Linked DNA regions of Ovis aries: region 2 is linked to region 1. The links are chromatin contacts, called in public Hi-C maps. All regions are on one chromosome and are shown on one strand. Each heading gives the region's core, a stretch centred on a gene start, on an enhancer-like site or on the middle of the called end of the contact. The rest is flanking DNA. Distances are from core to core; before and after follow the strand shown. Region 1 holds the start of PHLPP1 (PH domain and leucine rich repeat protein phosphatase 1). Region 2 overlaps PHLPP1 (PH domain and leucine rich repeat protein phosphatase 1).

What was found. Hi-C and Micro-C count contacts between places; a contact is called where the count stands out from the background.
Region 2: a Hi-C map of liver shows a contact between it and region 1, with 2.0 times the contacts expected there. The contact joins the enhancer-like site here to the promoter of PHLPP1 in region 1. A contact is called at or near these places in 3 of 16 Hi-C or Micro-C datasets (hypothalamus, liver and mixed tissues).

What each region holds. Positions count from the first base shown.
Region 1 is chr23:61,358,396-61,364,076 of ARS-UI_Ramb_v3.0, forward strand. It overlaps PHLPP1 (PH domain and leucine rich repeat protein phosphatase 1), which reads left to right and starts at 4,196. Exons shown (of 17, transcript XM_042239364.1): 1 at 4,196-5,309. The coding sequence starts at 4,196. LOC114110432 (a long non-coding RNA gene) reads right to left here and starts at 3,624. Exons shown (of 4, transcript XR_009598183.1): 1 at 3,300-3,624; 2 at 249-386; 3 at 68-110.
Region 2 is chr23:61,440,115-61,445,253 of ARS-UI_Ramb_v3.0, forward strand. All of the region lies in intron 1 of PHLPP1 (PH domain and leucine rich repeat protein phosphatase 1), which reads left to right. Among named protein-coding and RNA genes, the nearest start is that of PHLPP1, 80 kb to the left of the region's middle. Within about 2 kb of position 3,782, at least 6 of the 54 cell types and tissues checked have an H3K27ac peak or open chromatin away from gene starts, as enhancers often do. A contact at or near this core is called in liver, where this site is marked.

The DNA of each region.
Region 1 (5,681 bases), core at 2,946-5,445:
ATATAAGAGAAAGAATAAAGAATACTTTGGGAAGAAATATCTATAGTCTAATGTATAGTTTACATACCTAGGTTTTCATATATCCCATTTGCCTGAAATAAGAACCATCTCTATAAAAGAAGAAAGTAGGTCAATTTTAACTAAAGCTTAAAAAAAAAATCACAATGCCTACATATAAACTTTCTTAGGGAAGGTATTTCTGTCTATACTATTCAGTGGGGGTGAGGGTCGGGGTAAATGATGCCTACATTTAAAAGCTTAATAAATATTTGTTGAATGAATGTCCCAGGTAATTTACATTGTTACCAGAAGTGGCAGGATTCCATGGCCTCAATTTTTTCCTCTAATACTTCATGGTTGTGACAAGAAACATCTCCCATTTATTTCTGTGAGGAACGAGAAAGAGACAAAGAATTAGGGGACAAAGAAGCATTCACTAAACTCTGAAAAGCTATCAGGCCGTGTGTATGAAGTAGGCCACCCAGTGCCAGGGGCAATCTTGATAAGAGTCCACATGGCAAGTCTGTGAGGCGTGGGCGAGCCTTAGAGAGCTGAGGTGTCACGGGAACGTGTGCGTTCAGGTTGGCCACCCTGGGCCCATTTAGTGCACTGAGTAGTTATTTGCTATCGTAGTAAAAGAGAATGAGTAAATAGTGAGCAATTTAGGGACGGTTAACCACTAGTAGCTCAAAGGATATAAAAATGTGAAACTATAATTAGATCCCTGTTATCATGTACTAACTAAACGTATTACATGGTATGTTGCATCTTTCTGAGTTTATTTCTGAACACAGCTGAGAACTTAACAATTCCGACTGAAACCATCCTCTATCAATTCATGCCTCCATTAAGATTCCAACTGCTTATATTAGAAAAAAAATTCCAAAGATGGCTTCTTTTTATCTTGGATCTAAGGATGCAAACAGGAGCAAAACACAGCAAGTCAGTTATCAATCACACAGCATAAAATAAACTGTAGCAGAAAAACTGAAAATTACATTCTCTTTTTCTATACTTAGCTGTGAAAATATTTTAACAAGTTGGCATCAGGGTTTGCAACTTTTACATCTGTTGTTTCTTTGGGGAATTATCTTTTCACATGGGAAGACGTCATTCTTTGAAAAGTGAGGCTAGTTACAACTGTGGTATTAGATTGTACATGTGGGACATTTTAGAGGGTTGGGGAGCATCTGTGAGTTACCGTGGTTTCAAGATACTGTCCTAGTCCCCATTCTGTTAAGTAGGAAAAGCTGCAATTTCATGGGTATCTGGAAAACATTTGTTCTCCACTGAAATCCTTTCCTCATTCAGAGAAATTGTACAGCAAGGCCTGGCTCATGGTCTGGGGGATGTTCCGTGATACCAGCAAACTCCAAGTTTCACTGTCATCATCACTGTCTTATTATCACTCTGAGGTTCCAGTGGGTCTGGTGTTCAGGGGGCTGTCTATGCTTTATGAACTCCTATTTCTTTCTCTCTCTCGCCTCTCACCCGCCACGTTCAGTCACTTTATTGAAGGTTTGGAAGTGGAACCAGGCAGCAGTCCCCAACTTTTTTGGCACCAGGAATGGGTTTCGTGGAAGACAGTTTCTTCATGAACTAGGGCGGGGGTAGGGGGGTAGATTCGGGATGATTCAAGGGTATTACATTTACTGGGCACTTTATTTCTAATGTTATTATTAATCAGCTCCACCTCAGATCATCAGGCATCAGACCCGGGCGGTTGAGGACCCCTAGAACCAGGGATGGGTCACACTGTGGACCCTTGCCCTTCTGCTCTCCCCTCTGATTTTTATGCCTTCGGATACAATGGGATATGATCTCTTGTAGATTATACACACTATGCCTGAAATAGTTTCTCTACATAAAAATTATATCCTTCGTTCTCCCTCCCTCCATCAAAAGAACAAAAAGGACCCACTGTTTTTGAGGCTGGACTGGACTTCCTTTTTCTCCACCCTGAGATACCTGACCGTCTTCACACCACATCTGGCAGGCAGGTAAGAAGACTCTCCAACCTCTCTCCCTGCTCCAGTGCTCTGCATACTAAATTCTCTGGCCAATGCTTTTTCTTTCATTTTTTCCAGGGGAGGTTTTTGGTTACATATACCTTCAAGGGGTAAACACAGTTCCTAAAGGACAGAAAGGCAGAGTGATGCTGACTGTGAAACTGCACAGGGTCCAGGGCTGAATAAGGGCAGCACTGTAGCCCGAGAGGGCGCACATGGAGCCTGGGCCAGGGCCGACAGTGTCTCTGACTGGAACAAAGTCCCCTTGAGTTTATCACCTTAGCTACATAAACATAACTCTAGAAAGCAGATATATGAGACTTAATGTATATTTCTTAATATACAAAAAATTAAAGAGGCTTATAGGAATCCATGAAGGAACTAAAAAATATACAGAAATGTAAATAGTCCATGTTTTAGTACTGAAATTGAACGTGCTTTTAAAGTTTAACTCAGTCTCATTTGACACCCGGTGTTTCCCCTCGTCCACACCCCTCTCACCTGCTGAGCCTCTCTGTCTCTAATCTATAAACTCTGTAAAGGCAAGGGGAGTGTCTGATTTATTCCACTGCTGTAACAGACTGCGTGGTATGTTTATAACTGTTTGTTAAATTAATTGTATCTTATGTCTCTTGGAAAAATTTGCATTCTCTCTAATTTTACAGAAGTAATTCTGAGCTGTTGATTGAATTGAAATGGAATAAACATGTTTCATGAGGCCAAGAGATAATAATTCAAAAGAAAAATATAAAAAGTCATCTACAGGAATTTCAAGAATCAAGATAATATTTTTTGTCCTGTAACTTCTACTTTTCAGTAAAACTGTGTAGATAACCCACGTACACCTTTCTCTGCCCTTATTAGTTTCTATTATTTCAGCCACAAGTTCCAGTTTCTTTCTTTTTTCTTCCCTGTTTCTCTCTCCTTCCTCTTTCCTTAAACTCCCTACCCCCAATTCACCCCCAGGTTAAGTAACTTTATTGATGTTAAGCAGGCCCGGGATTGTTTGCAGCTGCACAAGTCTTATATGTAAAAATCCAGATTTATGAAACAATACGGAGGAATGGTAATTCAATTAAAAAGGTTTACCAAATTCTTTTAAACAGTAACCTCTCTAATCCAGCCTACAATATTGTTTCAATCGACAAGAAAGTACAACTCTACGCCACGACTAACACTGCGGTCGCAGAATGTAATTTTTTCTGAATACTGAAGGAAAAACCAAGGGAAGACGTTAAAAGAGAGCGCAGGGCCCGTTTCTTCTGTCCCACGCCTCCGTTCCAGCGTTACCTCTGCTTCCCATCGCCTTCCGTGTCCTCAGTCCTTTCGGACCTCAAGCTGAGCAGGGAGAGGGCCCGTCCTCGGCCGTTCTCCTCACACAGGACCCGCGGAGGGCCGGGCCGGGGCCGCACGACTGCCTCCGGGCGAGCTCGTAGGTGGTGAGGGGAAGACCGAGCGCCCGGACCTTCGTGCCGCCTGGAGTCTGTTCGAGCCCTGTCTCAACCAGCGGGGAAAACGAAAGCCTCGGGGAGCAGGAATGGGCGGGTAACTACAAGTTCATGAACCGAACGCCGCTGAGCATCGACTCCATCAGAGGGCACCAGACCCACAGTCCGGGGCCCGCGGCGGGCCGCACGGCGGGGCGGTGCTGGAGGATCTCTGGGACTTGTAGTTCGCCACGGTCCCCCTCGGGGACGCCTGACCGCGGCCTGGAACTACAGCTCCCAGGTGGCATCGCGCACCGCCCGTCTCTCGGCCCCTCCCCTCTCGGGCCCGCGCAGGAAGGCCCCGCGCCTGGCGGCGCGGCCCCGCCCCCCGACGCCGTCCCGCTTGTTTACCCCGAGGCTCCGCCCCGCGCGCCCGCCCGCGGGGTCGCCGTCACGCGGGTGATGCATATTCATGAGGCGCGCCGCCCGCCGGCCTCCCGCCCGGCGCTCCCGGCGCGCGATTAATATTCAATGAGGCCGGCTCCGCGGCTGGCTCGACTGCGCGAGGCGAGGGGCGGGCGGGGGGCGGTGGCGGCCGGGCGGGCGCGCGGGATGGAACACCGAGACGCCGACGGAGCGCTCCGAACCGCCACATAATCGCCCGAAACGGCCGCGCGAACGCCACTGGCGGCGCCGCCGCCCCCCGCTCGCTGTGCGACCGCTGCCCCCCGAGCCGGGGCCGCGCCGAGCCCCGCCGCCATGGAGCCCGCGGCCGCGGAGACCCGCGCGGAGGGCCGGGCCGCGGCGGGCGGCCCCGGGCCCGCGCTGACCGCGGCGCCGGGCCGGGCGGGAGGCGCGGCTCGCAGGCGGCGGCGCGGCCCGGCGCCCCTGCCCGCCGCCGGCGGGGCCGCCCCGGGGCCCGGCGCCAGCTCGCTGCTGCTGAGGAGAGGCCGGCTGAAGAGGAACGCGTCCGCCGCCGCCGCCCCGCGCCCCGCCGGCCTCCCCGCCCCCGGCCCGGCCGCGGCGCCGCCGTGCTCGCGGAGCCTGGACCGCCGGGCGCTGCTCCCGCGACCCCGGCAGATGCTGCCGCTGCAGCCGTCGGACCGGGACTGGGTGCGGCACCAGCTCCAGCGCGGCTGCGTGCACGTCCTCGACCGTCACCCGGCCGCCAGCCGCCTGCGCCCGGTGCTCTGCACGCTGGACACCACGGCCGGCGAGGTGGCCTCCCGCCTGCTGCAGGCGGGCCCCAGGGCCGGCGGCGTGCTGAAGGTGCCGGGCCGGGCCCCCGCGGGGCCGCCGCCCGGGAAGGCCGCGCTGCCCGCCGTCGGGGGGCCGCCGCCGCGCCGCGCCTCCCGCGCCGGCCCCGCGCCCGCGGGCTGCAGCCCGGGCTCCCCGCGGGCCCCGGACGGCGCGGGCCGGACCCCCGAGCCCGAGAGCCCCGGGCCGAGCCCGGGCGCCGAGGGCGCGTCGCGCCCGCCGGATCCCTACTGTTCATCGTCGTCCGAGGAGCTCGAGGCTGACCCGGGCCAGCCCCGCCTGCGCGGCCGCTCGTCGGGCTCCCGGCCGCTCTCCCCGGCCGCCTCCCCACCTCCGCCGACGGCCCCGAGGGGCGTCGAGGGCTCGGGCGGCGCCGCCCGCGACCGGCCGGCGGAGGAGAGCCCGGGCGGGGACGCGGCGGCCGCGGAGAAGGCGCCCCCGCCGCCCACCCTGTATGTGCAGCTGCACGGGGAGACCGCGCGGCGCCTGGAGGCGGACGAGAAGCCGCTGCAGATCCAGAACGACTACCTCTTCCAGCTGGGCTTCGGGGCGCTGTGGAGGGTGCAGGAGGAGGGCCTGGACTCGGAGGTTGGCTGCCTCATCCGCTTCTATGCAGGTAAGGCGGTCACCTGCACGCGCGCCCTCGGGGCTCTGTTAGCCCTTCGCCGCTCGCGCGGAAGACCGGTGGGACCCAGCCGAGCGGTTCCCGCCGCGGGTGCGGGGCAGGCGGCGGGGCCGCGGGCGCACATGTTCCTGAGAGGGGCCCTGCAGTGACAGTGCCGCCTTCGGGCTGCGGGGCTTGGGGCTTCAGGGCAACTTCACGTGCCGTGAAACTAGCGGAGGGAAAGGACCGCGGGAAACCCGGAGCACCCGGCCTGCGTCCGGCCTTGCGCGGCCGGCGGCGCCCGCCCGGAGCTCAGTCCGGGTCGGCCGGTGCCCTGCTCCTGCTCCCCGTCCTGTCCTTTGCCCACTTAGTCCTCGGTGGAAC
Region 2 (5,139 bases), core at 2,532-5,031, 81 kb after region 1:
TTTGGATTTAAGTTTCGTATTTGAGGGTCGTCCTAGAAGAGAAGTCCAACAGCCAGTTAGGTACCGGTGTACAGTTCAGGAAAGAGATCTGAGCTGACCCTGAGATGTCAGAGTTAAGAGTGAAGTCACGGAGGTGAGTGGCGGTGAGGAGCCTGACACGCCAGAGCTGAAACCACCCACGTTTATAGAAAGGCCCCGTATTTAGAGAACCTGGTGACGGGGGCTTCCCTCAGAAGGGATCCCATTCAGAGAGATCAAAAAGAGTCTGGGGAGGCAGAAGGAAACTGAAGAATGGGAAGGTCACAGAGGTCAGGATGCCCTGGGGCGGGCGGGTGCTTCCGGAGGGAGCTTGTTCACGGAATGACAGGGGCCGGACATAGGGGTAAAGCTTGGGGTCGGTCCTTTCCAGAGAGACCTGTGTCCCGGGGAAGGGGAGATTGCTGTGCATCCGCAGAGTTCCCGGCCTGGACCTTGCTGGTCTGCGGCCGCGGTTCTTAACAGCCTCCCTTCTGGGAGAGCCTCACAGTGGTTTCAGCTCCACGTGGTGTTTCCGGATCAGCATGACCAAGATCAAGGCAGCGTGGCTGCCGGGCCCCAGCCGGGCCCGTGTTCCCTTTTTCGGGTGGAAGCTGAGCCCTTGCCTTGCGCTGGGGGCCCCTTTCTCCCTCAGACGCCTCCCTCCCTGAGCGCCTTCCCAGGCCCCCCGGCAGCTCTTCAGTTGCTGGGAGACTGAGGCCCTGCCCTCCGTTTCGTTCCTTGTCCTCCGCGTAAAGGCTCAAAGCTGGGTCTTGCCACTCACTGCTGATTGACCCTCCTGTCCGCCCGCCTGCCCGTTTGAGCCGTCTCACTCCAGCTGCCAGTCACCGTTGCTCCGCGGCTCCTCGCACTGGGCGTCCCCGCGCAGAGCCGGCCACTCAGCTCTCCCGGGCGCCCGGCGGGGCCGCGCCTGCTGCACGCGGAGCCCTGCACACGCTGACCCCAGTCGCAGCGGTTGAGAGCTTCAGTGTCGGGCGCTGTGCCGCGCACGACGGGCACCCGATGTAGACAGCAGTTCAGCCTGTTTTTTGAATGAACAGACTGAGGCTTGGTGTAGCAGCTTGTCCCAGCCCACACCGAAAGAGTGAACCAGCACACAGCCCCGGCCCTCGGACCCCAGAGCCTGCGCTCCGCTCGGGCACCGTGCGCTAGTCCCTGGCCTGCCGCGGGCCAGCTGGAGGGCCCTCAGACTGTGGTTTGGGTGCTGGTTTCCAATGTGTCCAGTCAGCCTTCAGACCTCAGTTTGGTTTACTGATACGGATGGGTCTCATTGGTTGTTATCCACACGTATAGTGACTTTTCCCCATAACTAATTTGCTTTCCTGAAAGGTAAGTTTTCTTTAAGAAATTTAAGATCAGCATTTTAATTCTGGGCATGAGTGGCTCTCTCCAAGATTGTGATCAGCCTTCTTTAAGAACAAGTAGAAATGTCATATAGACACATCACGCTCATATATATTTCATATATATTTGGAGTGCTTTGTGTGTGTGTGTGTTTTGAGGTGAGGAGAAAGTTTGAAGTCCTTGCCTAGAACTTTTGGTAACTCAATATACTAGTTTGATTTTGGAGCTTGGAAAACAATGACTTTTCATTCCACAAGGATTTATTTTTGTGGGTAGTTTGTTACCATTTTAATCTACATTTCACAGCTTCAAGTACTAGCTCTTTTAAACATGAATCGCTTGGATTTTATATGTATTTATTGTTGATGACAAAAAAGGATGAAGGGCTCAGAACTGGTCCTTGTTACGTAGATGTTCAGAGTGGACTCTGAAGGCCTGAGGTTTGCAGAGTTGGGGGGTGTTTTTAGTGAGTATTACCGTTTTACTTTCATAATCGTGTTCAGGATTATTTAAGTAAACGGACTAGAAAGCAAAACTCTTGAGGCAGCAGAGGAGAGAGTAGGAAGAAATGGAAATCATGGACTTAACTCTGTGTAGCCTCTAACCTCGGAATTATCCATCTGTTCCAGCTTATTTTGGAATATGCCTTAATAGTGCTTTACGGGCAGAGTTGGCAGAGTCTTTTCTGTAGAGAGCTGGGTAGGAAGTATTTAAGCTTTGCAGATCCCATAAATCTCATCTGTTGCATATTCCTGTTTTGTTATTGTTTGTTTACAACCCTTTAAAATTTTACTTTAAAAATCTAAGTAATTCTTAGCTTACCAGCCATATGAAAACAAGCCACAGGCTGGACTTGGCCCCTGGGCAGTAGTTTGCAGACCCTTGCTCTGCAGGAACCCTTTCAGGTGAACCCTGTGATCCCCTGAAATCAATGTAAGCTCATCGTCCATCCCGTCCTCCAGAAAGGATGGCGTTTGTTTCCACCGGAGTTTCCAGTGCGGCCCATCTCCCCTTCCTTTCCGGGCTCACCATGGGGTCTGAATGCCGGCAACTGCTGCTTGGATTGCTAGCAGCTGCCCGCTCTGCAGATGTCTCTGCCCCCAGCCTCCGCCGTTGTTCAGCTGCTGGCTTGTGCTCTGCTCTTTGTGACCCCATAGACTGTAGCATGGCAGGCTTCCCTGACCTTCACCGTCTCCCAGAGCTGGCTCAGACTCATGTCCGTTGAGTCAGTGATCCCATCCCACCATCTCATCCTCTGTCGTCCCCTTCTCCTTCTGCCCTCAATCTTTCCCAGCATCAGGGTCTTTTCCAGTGAGTTGGCTGTTTGCATCGGAGTGTTAGAGCGTCAGCATCAGTCCTTTCAATGAATATTCAGGACTGATTTCCTTGTAGGATGGACTGGTTGGATCTCCTTGCAGTCCAAGGGACTCTGAAGAGTCTTCTCCAGCACCACAGTTCAAAAGCGTCAATTCTTTGGCTCTCAGACTTCTTTCAGTCTTCTACTGGTTTATAAACTGTCCTGTACGTAGTTCTTGAAGTAATGTTTTCTGGAAGTACAGTGACACTGTGTCGTCTTTTTACTCAGGGTACGTTAATTTCTTGTTGTGTGACACTGAAACTCTTCCTTCTTACCTCTCTCTGAAAAGTTACGGAGCGTCCCATACTTAGAACCAGCCATATAAACCATCTTACTCATTTCCTATGTGAAGCCACAGTTTGTAAAGCAGATTATATACTGTGATTAGTTTCTGGACACACCTAAAATTGTTGATCATAATGGATTTTGTTGAAGTAAATTGTTAAAAGTAAATTCCAAGCTTATAAACTTAAGGTAATATTCAGAGACTATTAACAACGGTAAATGCAGAGTCAGTCACTGGGCTTTATGGATGGATCAGCCTCTTTAGCCTTCACAGCAAACCAGTGAGGAGGGTCCCCCTTCATAGGCAAGGCACTGAGACATAGTGGAGTGAGGGGCAGTGTCGGGGCTCACGCCTCGGCTCTTATAGGCAGGGCACTGAGACATAGTGGCGTGAGGGGCAATGTTGGGGCTCACGCCTCGGCTCTTATAGGCAGGGCACTGAGACATAGTGGAGTGAGGGGCAATGTCAGGGCCCACGCCTCGGCTCTTATAGGCAGGGCACTGAGACATAGTGGAGTGAGGGGCAGTGTCGGGGCTCACGCCTCGGCTCTTATAGGCAGGGCACTGAGACATAGTGGAGTGAGGGGCAGTGTTGGGCTCACGCCTCGGCTCTTATAGGCAGGGCACTGAGACATAGTGGAGTGAGGGGCAGTGTTGGGCCCACGCCTCGGCTCTCTGGCGCCAGAATCCGCAGCTTGAACCACTGTGCTATGGTGTTTCCTCGATGAATTAATCGTTAAAAGACGACTTTGAACCCAGTAGAGGAAAGGAAGGAACCATTCAGACATAGCTTAACCTTCGCCTCTTTCCCTGCCAAGGTCCCAGCTCTCTTTGTATTTTGCTGTTTTGCCAGATAGTTTGTGAACTTGGCTGAACTTCATAGATGGAAGTATTTGAACGTTTGAAATAGGGAAGAGTTGAAGGTTATCAGAACAGAAAAGAGTACAGCTCTTTTCCTGGAGCACAGTCAGGTGCATGTAGATAGAACGTGGCAGAGACTCTATCCGTAGGCAGAGAGAAGAGAAAGCATTTGACGTGATTATTCATTGTGAAAATTTGTTAAAAACATCAAGAAAGCTCTGTTTTGGTCAGCCATCTGCTGGAAGATAGAAATGAACTTGTGAAGAGTTTGCAGTTATTTCAGAAAACTGTTGGTTCCTGTCTTGTTTGTGGATTGCATCTTGTCATCTGGATTGTTAATTGCTTGGGAAGAGAGATTTCTGTTTTCTGTTTCTTTGGCAGTCTAAGCCCAAATTGCTGTTTCTTAGAATTCTGTGTATGAGTGGGTGTTCCGTGAATGTTGACCAAGTAAGGTACAGATATGTGATCTTATTGGACAGTAGTTAACTTTGATCTTCACCTATTTGTTTCAGTTAAATCCTCAGATACTCAAGATTTTTTAAACAATGCAACCCCATTGACTGCAGCATGCCAGCTTCCCTGTCCTTCACCATCTCCTGGAGTTTGCTCAGACTCATGTCCATTGAGTCAGTGATGCCATCCAACTATCTCATCCTCTGTCCCCTTCTTCTCCTGCCCTTAATCTTTCCCAGAATTAAGGTCTTTTCCAGTGAGTCGGTTCTTCGCATCAGGTGGCCAGAGCACTGGAGCGTCAGCCAGCATCAGTCCTTCTAGTGAATTTTCAGGGCTGATCTCCTTGAGGATGGACTGGTTGGATCTCCTTGCAGTCCAAGGGCCTCTCAAAAGTCTTCTCCAACACCACAGTTCGAAAGCATCACTTCTTTGGTGCTCAGCCTCTCAAATCCATACATGACTACTGGAAAAACCATAGCTTTGACTATATGGACATTTGTCGACAAAGGTCTCTATATATACTTACTGTCAAATAAGAAGCTCACTTTGCAGAATGCATTCTGTGATGCCTGAGGTTGTAAAGACGTTACACGTGTCTTCTTTCACTCTCATAACGATCTGATTTGATGTAATTTTCATTTCACAGCTACGGAAACTGAACCCAGAGAGGTTACGTGTTCTCATTACCTGATTGGGTTGCTTTGCGTTCATACTACGTGCAGCGTTGTCCTGGGGGCTGCGCTAACAAGCACCGAGATGGAGAAGAGCAGCGGAGTGTCTGCAGCCGGGAGCTGTTCAGGAGC